2 separate regions of the Sus scrofa genome follow, and region 2 is linked to region 1. The links are chromatin contacts, called in public Hi-C maps. All regions are on one chromosome and are shown on one strand. Each heading gives the region's core, a stretch centred on a gene start, on an enhancer-like site or on the middle of the called end of the contact. The rest is flanking DNA. Distances are from core to core; before and after follow the strand shown.

Region 1 (5,663 bases), core at 581-3,080:
TAGAGAACAGACTTGTGGATGCCAAGGGGGAAGGGGAAGGGAAGGGAGTGAGATGGCCTGGGAGTTTGGGGTTAGTAGATGTAGACTATTGCATTTGGAGTGGATAAGCAATGAGGTCCTGTGGTATAGCACAGGGAACTCGATCTAATCACTTTTGATGGAACATGATGGAAGATAATACAAGAAAAAGAATGTGTATAGGTGTATAACTGGGTCACTTTGCTGTACAGCAGAAATTAACACAACATTGTAAATCAACTACACTTCAATGAATAAGAATTTTTTTAAAAAACCACAAATGCAAGTCTGAGTAACTCCAAGACTACAGCCCTTTCATCGGATATCACCTTTCAGAGTAGAAATAAGTGCTAGTGTTGCTGCTGTCATGACTACCATGCTGGCCAGCCTCCAACATGGCCCCATGTGACTCCCCCCTTGGTTTTCTCCTCCTTGGACGGTCCCCGTCCACACGGAACACCCAGGACTGACTTGGGTAACCAACAGGATATTGCAAAAATGCGAAACATTTGTTAAGTATTGCTTGAGGGAAATGCTATTCCAGGCAGAGAGAAAACAGGCACAAAGGCACGAAGATAGGAAAACGTGTGGCATGTGTGAGGGATTATTTACTAAACTAAAACCCAATATTTTATTACATCATTTCTTTTATGTCTAATTTAACTCAATTTTATAGCAATTAGGTGTATTTTTCAACTTAAATTAATTCAGGGTAGTATTAAGTTAAAAGTAAGCTTGTATTTACATTTACGGAAAAAGGAATTTCAGCTTCTATTGTTCCTTGCAGCCTAATTTCTCCCTCTCTTTTCCCAGTTGGCAAGGGTATGACACTTGGGACCCCAGTGAGGCAAATACCAGTTGAGATCTAAGAATGAATCATCGTGGAAGGGTGAAAAGCTCCTGGACTCGGACCTGAGAGGGTCTGAGAGCTCGTGTGGCTTTGCTGTTAGCTGTCCTCCGTGCATCAAGCTCGTTGTTACTGATTTGCAAGCCCAGGGGGTGCTGCTGACCCTCAGCCTTCCTGGGATGAGGGCAGCAGCACCTCAGCAAGGGTCAGCCTCACTTGTCAACTTAGGGGAGCTCTTTATTTATCCATCACCCGCCATCATTTATTCATCTGCCCAACACATCGTTGTACACTTATCGTTGTCTACTTTGTGCTGAGTGATTGGTTGGAATAAAAGGCAGCAGAGTGAGGGAGAAAGACAAACACAACAATAAGCGACACTGAGTGTGTGATGGAGGCTGCAATGGAAATCCAAGAGGTACAGTGTCGGCACAGAGAAAGGGAGACAGGGTGGGGCCAGACTGTCCCAAGGCAGGGATACCTGCTCGGGCTTTGAAGGATAGCTCAGAATTCACTCTGCCCAAGTGTCCTAGGCAGAGAAGGTTCAAAGGCCCAGACTAGCACACATGGCTGGACTGTGATCTTCTCCGGGCATGGAGAGGGCAAGAGATGTGACGGGAAAGCCAACCAGGTCACTGAATGTCCTCCTCACAGTCCAAAGGACAAAGCTCGGAGATAAATGAACGCACTTGTATGACCCGATCGTTCCTGCCTCCAGGGTTCTTTCCCCTTTTGCAGGAGAACGTTCTGCCCCTGGGTTTACTGGAAGGAATAAAACAGAAGTTTATTTTTCTCCAGGATCATCTGGCTGCTGTGAGTCTTTCACATAAGCAAAGTTTATTTTGTTCCACTGAGTGTTTGAAATACGCAATTTATCTCTAGATCTAAGTATTGCAACATGGGGATTAACAGGAAACATGTGGGAAATTATAGTTTGGAGAGTTAGGCTAATAATTTAATTTTCAAGGTGCATGCGCATTGCCTACCCTCTAGGGTTGCCAGAGTGTGTATCTGTCGCCAACAGAGACTGGAGCCCCTGGAAGCAGGATCTGGGTCTTCAGCCATTTCTTTACTCTGCAAGAGTCTCTCCTCATCGTAGTTTCTTTTTCTTTTTTTTTTCCCATTTGTTAAAGTTTTATTGGAGCATAATTGACGTACAATGTTGGCATAATTTCTGTTATATAACAAAGTGATTCAGTTACATAAGTACACACATCCATTCTCTTTCGATAGTTTCTTCTTTGTGCTAGTTGCTGGGGATACAGAGGAAAGGACGTATTCCTAGCCTCTAAGAGCTCTAGGTGATAAGTGAATATTGGCATGACTTCTCTGTGGATCTCCCCCACTGCCCTGCAAGAACCGTAGCAACCCTTAAACACGTGCTGTGTGCCAAGCACTTTGTGTATTATCTCACCGAACCCTCTCCACACCCCCACGATTACTCGATCTTACAGTTAAGGAAACTGAGGCACAGAGGGATTGCCAGCCGAGAAAGTGATGAGACCAGATGGTTGCCAGGCAGTCCTCCCCAGACGGAGCCTCCCCCCACAGAGATGGTAGAAAGGGCTCCCAGGTTTTTTGTTCAATGAAATTATCCACCATACTTTTTCTAACCGCATGCAAGTGCCCAGAGCAAACGCCACTGTCTTTTTATGGATACATTGAACTGAAACCCACGGCATCACAGAATGACTCAATGTAGAAATCAGAATCCCAGATAGGTCTTCTTTAATCTTTCAAACAGGGAATCCTGCCTGCTTCTGAAACTAGTGTCCCCTCTGGGGCATTAAAAGTCACCCCGGGTGAGATGAAGAAACTAAATGAAATGACCCTTGAAGATGGATTTGATTTGGGGAAATAGCTCAAATCAATTGAGCCAAGCCAGGTGAAGAAATGGGCCAGTGAGGCTGGATAATGCTGCTTGGGTCATGCAACTGACTGCACAATCATGACCTGAAGTTATTTCTTTGGCTCAGTTGTGCCGTACGGAGATATCCAAAAATTCCTTTTCCTCTTCTGTTCCTTGTTTTCCTCACCCAGGCAACTTAGAGAATGACTATAATCCATCTACCACAGTAAAAAGCCACCAAGGCATATAAGGTCACGTCTGTAAAAAGTTCCTATGAGTAAGCCGCTGTGCAAATAGAGGAGACTATTATTATTATTACTATTCGGTTGTATAGAAACCCTCATTCATCACTTATGTGCTTCTTGGCAGGGGTTTCCACTTGCCCTCATGTGGCCCCACGCAGTCACACACGGAAGCAACTCCTAGAACGTCCACGTCAATAACCCTTGGCTGGTTTTGTTTGCTAAACACGAAGGTAGGGGTTGCGGGGGGAGGGAACTCCTTAAGTGAGATTTTAAAACTTCATTGAAATCTATTACAGATGAGCTCAACTCAAAGTCCCACTTCCATTAAAAGCTCAAAGACCCACTTTGATTAAATGCTTTTTCAAAAATCAGATTCATTGGAGTTCCCACCAGGGTGCAACAGGATCAGCTGCATCTCTGAAATGATAGGATGCAGGTTCAATCCCTGGCCTGGCACAGTGGGTTAAAGGATCCGGTGTTGCCACCGAAGCTGCACAAATTCAATCCCTGGCCCAGGAACTTCCACACACCATGGGTGCGGCCATAAAATTTAAAACTCAGGTTCATTTGTGTGCCTTCATAGCTCTAACTCTCGGCCCTAAAAAGACAAAAAGAAAAAAGAAAAAAAAAATCTCACTTAAAAAGTAAGTCAAAGGTAGCATATGTGAGTTCCTGTTGTGGTTCAGTTGAAATAAACCTAACTAGTATCCATGAGCTAGCTGACCAATTCTATAAATATTTTCAAATTCAGAAAATGAATGAAACACTCATAAATTGACTGACATACTATATGCTATTTTCTTTTTTTTTCTCTTTTGGTCTTTTTGGGCCCCTACCCATAGAATATAGAGGTTCCCAGGCTAGGGGTCCAATAGGATCTGAAGCCACCAGCCTACACCACAGCCACAGCAATGCCAGATCCCTATCTGCATCCTACACCACAGCTCATGGCAACCCTGGATCCTTAACCCACTGAGGGAGGCCGGGACTCAAACCTGCATCCTCATGGATACTAGTCAAATTCATTTTCCCTTAGCCATGAAGGGAATGCTGCTATTTTCTTATTTTTATTTTCTTACTTTTAACTGATAGTTGTTGATCTCTTCATATGGCGAGAGTTCTGTAATACTTCCAATGAAGAGATAATTTAGTCTCTTCTCTAGAGAAAGCTTAATTCTTATTGATAGGTCAGGCATTTTCTTTCAGATTCAAAATGATTCTTGATGATGTCATGCTAAGGTGTGAGGTACTATGTCACCTACACAGGGACAGTGGTTGCTTTCAGTACCACCTGGGGTTTGTGTGCCATAAACACAGGGATTCTGATAAAGTACGCAATAAGCATAAGCAAAGTTTGATATACTTTTATCAGCTGCACCAGCAAGTCCTAACAGGAGAGAATTTCTGCTTTGTCTTGGCTTTAAGGAGAACAGAATCCAGCAGCTATAATTTACACGTGTGATGGCGGGAAGAATTTGCTAGAGACAACCTTCTGGCTCTGTACACTTTCAACCTCATTTCTCTTCCATTACCTACATCCCTCTGATGCACTGCACTTGGAGGATATGTTGATATGATGGGACCACCTCTGACCCTGAACTTCTGTGTCTCCAAGCAGGGTGAATTTGCTTAGCAGAGTAATCCTGGAAGCCAGAGTGACTAGCAATAACTTACATGCACATAGAAGTGACGGCAAATCATACAAATATATTTCACTCATCTCAAATTAAATGTATTTCCAAACAACTTGCCTTTAGGATCATGGAGCCAAAAATGCCCTTGGCTATCCAACTGGTGGGAGGGAAAATTGGAGTGGAGAGAGGCAGCAATTAGAGGTGTAGCGAAAATGTTGTCTGAAACGTTTACAAAAATGTACGACTATGTGAACATATTGCTAGGAACATTCCAGGGTCTTGGAAGGGACCCACACAAGTGAGGATAGAAGCTTAAGTTTCTTTGGTTTTTATAATAAATACTCCCCTGATGGTGATACCTTCTGGTAAGTGGTTAATATGGGATATAGTACCAGCAATTAAGAAAAGATTACTAGTTCTGAGGGGTGGAAGTGAGGGGTAAAGGGGAGACCTCTTTGAGGTTACAGGACCTTTGAGGAGGTGGATCTGGAAGGATGCATATGAACTTTCAGACTTCCTGCATGTACAAAAGCCTGGTGACAGGACAGAGCACGTGTGCTGATGGAATGCTGAGTGCTCTGTATATGGAGACTGTGGGGAAGATTCTGGGAAAGATACTGTAGGTCTCTTCTTTTTGGCTAGTGCTAGGGGGTTCTGTTCTCTTGGAAATTTCTAACTTTCCTATCAAAGAGGCCTATTCTGCTGCCACCTCGTCATCTAACTTCCACAGCCCCGCTTCGCTACATCCTGGGGCCTTTTGTTCTCTGCCTTCTCACTTGGCATCCCTCACTCTCTGTGAGGCTCGGCAGGAGCGGGACCTCACCCATCAGAAAGAGTTTATTCCATCCACTGAAATACCTGCCTCACGCTCAGGACACTAACTACTCTTTCCCCTTAACATAATTCTGCTTTCTTTGATTGCAACCCCTCCTCCCTGCTCCAGAAGAAAGAAACTCATTTCCTAGAATTCAGACTCCCTTCAGGGTCTAAATAGCACACTTAACTCTACAACAGGAGCTGGGGCCATGGAGCTACCTAGTAAACATGGGTCAAGGTATGATGTCTATTCT
Region 2 (5,161 bases), core at 1,497-3,996, 290 kb before region 1:
GCATCCATTGAATACCTGCACAGCAGCGGCATAGGAACTTCCATATGCTCCGGATACAGCCCAAAAAGAAGAAAAGAAATTAGCCTCCAAACCCTGGCAAGATGGAAGATGGTTCTTTGGGACACTAATCCACCATCTCGGAGAGCTGGCTTTCTGATTAAAGTCACTATTCCTTGCCCCAAAACTCATCTCTTGATTTACTGATCTGTTGTGTGGCAAGCAGGACAAGCTTGAACTCGGTAACAGCAGCTGTTCCAAAAATGTGTGCTGAATTAAAGAAAAATGAAAAGAATATTTCTGTCATGAGTATTAAAGACTTATTTAGAGATTTTAGTTTCTTTTAAAGTTATTATTAAGTTGTTGAGTAGGAAAGCTTTTCAACAAGGAAGAAAAGACAAAGGAAGTCTCTGAGTAATTCATTTTTACCCTTTCCTTATTAGCAAATGAAGCCCTCAGTATTTCAAACACCTGCCTCAGTTACTGTAACCTCATGAAAAATTAAAAATTATCTTGGAGTTCCCATCGTGGCGCAGTGGTTAACGAATCCGACTAGGAACCATGAGGTTGCGGGTTCGGTCCCTGCCCTTGCTCAGTGGGTTAAGGATCCGGCGTTGCCGTGAGCTGTGGTGTAGGTTGCAGACGTGGCTCGGATCCCGCGTTGCTGTGGCTCTGGTGTAGGCCAGTGGCTACCGCTCCGATTAGACCCCTAGCCTGGGAACCTCCATATGCCGTGGGAAAGGCCCAAAGAAATAGCAAAAAGACAAAAAAATTAAAAAAAATAAATTATCTCAACTATCACCGTGAAAAATGTACATCTAGTACCACTTCCAAAAGTAGCATCCAAATGAACCTGAAAGTCACATGTCTTGTGTAAGACCTCAAATTCAAGGACAGATGACAGTGCTCCATGAGCCTGCTTCAGGCCAGTATTAAATGAGGTGATCCACGTAAAAACCCTCTAACAATGCTAGAAGACAGAGCTAGGATCTATTCTAACTGACATTTATCTGCTAAGTTATCTCAGGCAAAATAGTTAAGGCCCTCTGAGCCTGAAGTTTCCTCACTCATCAAAAAGGGTAAGGCTTAAAAACAGTACCTGTAAAGCATCTGGCATAGTACCTGGCAAACATAGTAAGAACGAAATAAATGTTAGTTTTTTGTCCTGAATCCTGCACAAGTATTCTAAGCTCTCCAGGTCTCATTTTCTGAATATACAAAATGAGCTAGATTGTAGTAAAAGTGCTATAATTCCATTCATGATCAATAAGTGCAAGTGCAGTAAGGGCAAAAAAATTAAATTTTAAAAAGGACCAAGGAAACATACTAGCTAAGGAATGTCTCACTTAGAATCCAAGCCCACAGCAAAGATTACAACTTAAATGTGGATCTTTTTACTCCTTTATGCTTGCAATGAGTGTTAACAACAAAAATGATCGAGAACTAAAAAGAGGAGTTTCCGTCATGGCTCAGTGGTTAACGAAACTGACTAGGAACCATGAGGTTGCGGCTTTGATCCCTGGCCTCGCCCAGTGGGTAAAGGATCTGGCGTTGCCGTGAGCTGTGGTGTAGGTCACAGATGCGGCTCAGATCCTGCCTTGCTGTGGCTCTGGCATAGGCTGGAGGCCAACGGCTCCAATTAGACCCCTAGCCTGGGAACCTCCATGTGCCACGGGTGCGACCCTAAAAAGACAAAAAAAAAAAAAAAGAACTAAGAAGAATCCCAGGAATCAAGAAATAAATTCCCCCAAACGGGAAATGGACACCCTTCTGTTAATGGCGTCAAAAATTGGCAAACTTGCTATTACTTTATCCAATGGTTAACATTTAACCAGTAAAAATTAGTTAACATTTAACCATTAAGTTATCCAAAAGAAAAAAATGTGATACTGTCAGCAAAATAGATGATAATCACAGCCCTCTATGACCTCTCAGAAATCAGGTAGACACAGTCACTGCAAAGCCTACACCTTGGGTCACAGCAAACTGAGTGGCCAATAAAAGTTGTTGACATACCCTTATCTTTTTTTTTTTTTTTTTTTTTTTTTTTGTCTTTTTGCCATTTCTAGGGCCACTCCCACGGCATATGGAGGTTCCCAGGCTAGGGGTTGAATTGGAGCTGTAGCCGCCAGCCTACGCCACAGCCACAGCAACACGGGATCCGAGCCGCATCTGCAACCTACACCACAGCTCACAGCAATGCTGGATCCTTAACCCACTGAGCAACACCAGGGATCGAACCCACAACCTCATGGTTCCTAGTCGGATTTGTTAACCACTGAGCCACAATGGGAACTCCTGTTGACATACCCTTAAAGTGATAAAGTACATTTACTGACATGTAAAGAAGCTCACAAAGCAGTGTAGCATGAAAGGTTACATATTGATATTTACTATGAATCCATTTTTTTGTCATGAATATAAACAGGAAAACTTCAGAAGTCTTATGGGACTACGTGTGACTTATATTCTTCTTGGTATTTATCTGTATTTTCTAATTTTCCACAATGAACATACAATTTCTGTGTAACAAGAAAATATTAGTTTTTTTTTTTTTAATTCTGCAAATATAACACCCAAAACACAATCCTCTTGTTAGAGAGATATGGGGGAGGGTATAAGTTAAAACTCTGATTGGGAAACTTCCCTGGATCCCAGAAATTGGGAACTTCAGTTAAAACAGGGTCCCAATGCCCAGCTGAACTTAAGGCTCATTCTCACTGTTTGGGCAGGAAACAAACCTACAGTGATGATCTAAAAGTCTAAAGATCTCTAACTCAGACCTGAGGTGACATCATCTGGACGAATGAAAAGAACAAGCATAACCGTGTATAGAGGGGAAAGAAAGATGTAGCAGCATATTTTTATGGTGCTTAATCTTTCATTCTGTGTGTTTACTTCCTTGAATCTGGGTACACCAAACAATTACCTAGTCTAACCTCCTAGTTTGAATAAACAACTCCAAAGACATCTTGCTCTAGCAAACATCCTTTGAAAGCAAGGGAAGGACGCATCGTAACGGTTTAATTACTTAGGACCTGGCTCCTAGACTTTAACACCAAGTCTAGGGATTTCATATTTAAAGTTCTTCCCTTGAAAATAAAAGTAATTATTTACCATGAAGTTTATGGCTTCACATTAAGACCAGAGTTTTATTGGCAACTTGCTTCCATCAGGGCAAAATCAGGACATAAACCAAAGACCAAGTAATACATGGGATCAAAGTTTTTTGTTTTTCAAATGATTTCCCACATAATAAGAAAAAGTCTCTAAAGCAGATCAGCATTTATTATTTTAGGTTTGAAAACTGAAAAAATATGATGTTAAAATAACCCTGCATATACTGTTTAGCCTATGCAACTAAATTCCACTCTGTGTGGCCAAAATATGTATAGTCAACAGTGAATATACAGTAAGTCCAAATATAAGGTAGATGCCAACCATCCCCTTCTGCCCTAATAAAGTAAAAGAAGAATTAGTTTATCTTAGTTACATTTCATTTCAGTATGCTTCCTAATTTCTTCAAAATGCCAATTCTGATAAAAATCCACCCATTATTATGAGACAAGTAAATTGACAGGCTAGAAAAAGGTCTAGATTTCTTCATCCTTGCTGTGATTCAAAAAACCACTACTTACACCTGTCCCAATTATACTGAAAAGGAAACAAAAGCTCAAAGAATTAAAGTCACAAATCACATACCCCAAGTCACAAAGAGTAGGAAGCTGTACCTTCACTTAATGTTCTTGCTTAATATGACTCTGTCTCAAGCTAATGTGACTGACAAATGTCCCAAGTATACTTGTTAGTAGCACATCAGCATCTGGAAACACTTTTTAATGAAAACACAAATCCAAAATTCCCAAGAGAAGTTTCCTTACCAATGCACTAACGAAGGAAAATCAGAGGAATGTCATTTTCCCAAAGGAATATACTGTGTAGGCTCCATCCCCCTCAACCTCAAACCCAGCCTCCTCAAAACCATGACGCTTGAGGATGAAGGCAGGAAGCCTATGAATCTTCAAATGCATATATACCCTGAAAAATTACAACCAACAGTACTCGTCATTCTGTTTGGAAGAAAAAATGTACTATTTTCATAAAATTTAAAATATACCATTTGCTTTGAAAAGACATGAAGTTCCACTTTAAATAACAAAATTTTTGTTCGGCCTCTCAAAGATGAATTTAAAACACCAGTTTTGAGGCCTAATACATCTCAAACACTAAACTATGTTCCTTAAGACATTCTTTTCAAAAACTTTTTTGAAATGAAGGGACAGTAAATTGACTTGCTCAGCATCTCAAACAATCCTACAGCATCCATTATGTTAGTTATATACCAGTGAGCCCCCCTCTCCACTTTCCTAATTAATTCATAATTCTCTATAAAGAGCTAATCACTTTAAGAGTTAATCTTACATCCTTTCAAGCCTGACTATCTACCATGAATCAGTCAACCAATAAAATTTATTTGTGTTCTAGGTTCAACTCCCAGAACCTGAGTCAAGTGAACTAAGAAGTGGTCAATTAAAAAAACATAAATCAGAGTTCCCTCTGTGGCTCAGCTTAAGAACCTGACATTGTCCCTGTGAGGATGCAGTTCAATCCCTGGCCTTGCTCAGTTATGGATCATTGCTGCAAGCTGCAGCGCAGGTCTCAGATGTGGCTCAGGATCCAGTATTGCCGTGGCTATGGCATAGGCCTGCAGCTGCAGCTCCAATTTGCCCCCTAGCCTGGGAACTTCCATATACCACAGGTGTGGCCATAAAAAGGTAAATAAATAAATAAACAAACAAACCATTCCTCTCATATTTGTAATCCAGAGCTCTAAAACCAAAATTTTCATCAATTCATTTGGTGACAAAACCTGACCTGAATGGACGTGACGCTATTTTTAGTTGTCTTTCTCCACTTACTGTGACTATTAATATCTTTCCCTGAAGAAATATCTGTTTCATATAGGGTGCTAACCCAGACCCCACTGGGAGTGTCACATACAGGTAGACATCACATTAGCTTCCTAAAGTTGGAATTGCTTTTAACTCCAAACACATGTGGCCATGAGGGTTTTACAAAAAAAGACTGTGAACCCATGACACTTAAGGAACCAAAAAAGTATGCATCCACAAAACTAGCTACTGAACAATTAATCAACATCTTT

What was found. Hi-C and Micro-C count contacts between places; a contact is called where the count stands out from the background.
Region 2: a Hi-C map of liver shows a contact between it and region 1, with 4 times the contacts expected there. The contact joins two enhancer-like sites. A contact is called at or near these places in 1 of 5 promoter capture datasets (liver), 2 of 47 Hi-C or Micro-C datasets (epiblast stem cells and liver) and 1 of 2 datasets of contacts at active chromatin or transcription factors (alveolar macrophages).

The regions. Positions count from the first base shown.
Region 1 is chr2:129,517,673-129,523,335 of Sscrofa11.1, reverse strand. It overlaps a transcript of GRAMD2B not described here. Among named protein-coding and RNA genes, the nearest start is that of GRAMD2B, 29 kb to the left of the region's middle. Within about 2 kb of position 1,830, at least 16 of the 83 cell types and tissues checked have an H3K27ac peak or open chromatin away from gene starts, as enhancers often do. A contact at or near this core is called in liver, where this site is marked.
Region 2 is chr2:129,813,511-129,818,671 of Sscrofa11.1, reverse strand. All of the region lies in intron 1 of LMNB1 (lamin-B1), which reads right to left. Among named protein-coding and RNA genes, the nearest start is that of LMNB1, 8.9 kb to the right of the region's middle. Within about 2 kb of position 2,746, at least 6 of the 83 cell types and tissues checked have an H3K27ac peak or open chromatin away from gene starts, as enhancers often do. A contact at or near this core is called in liver, where this site is marked.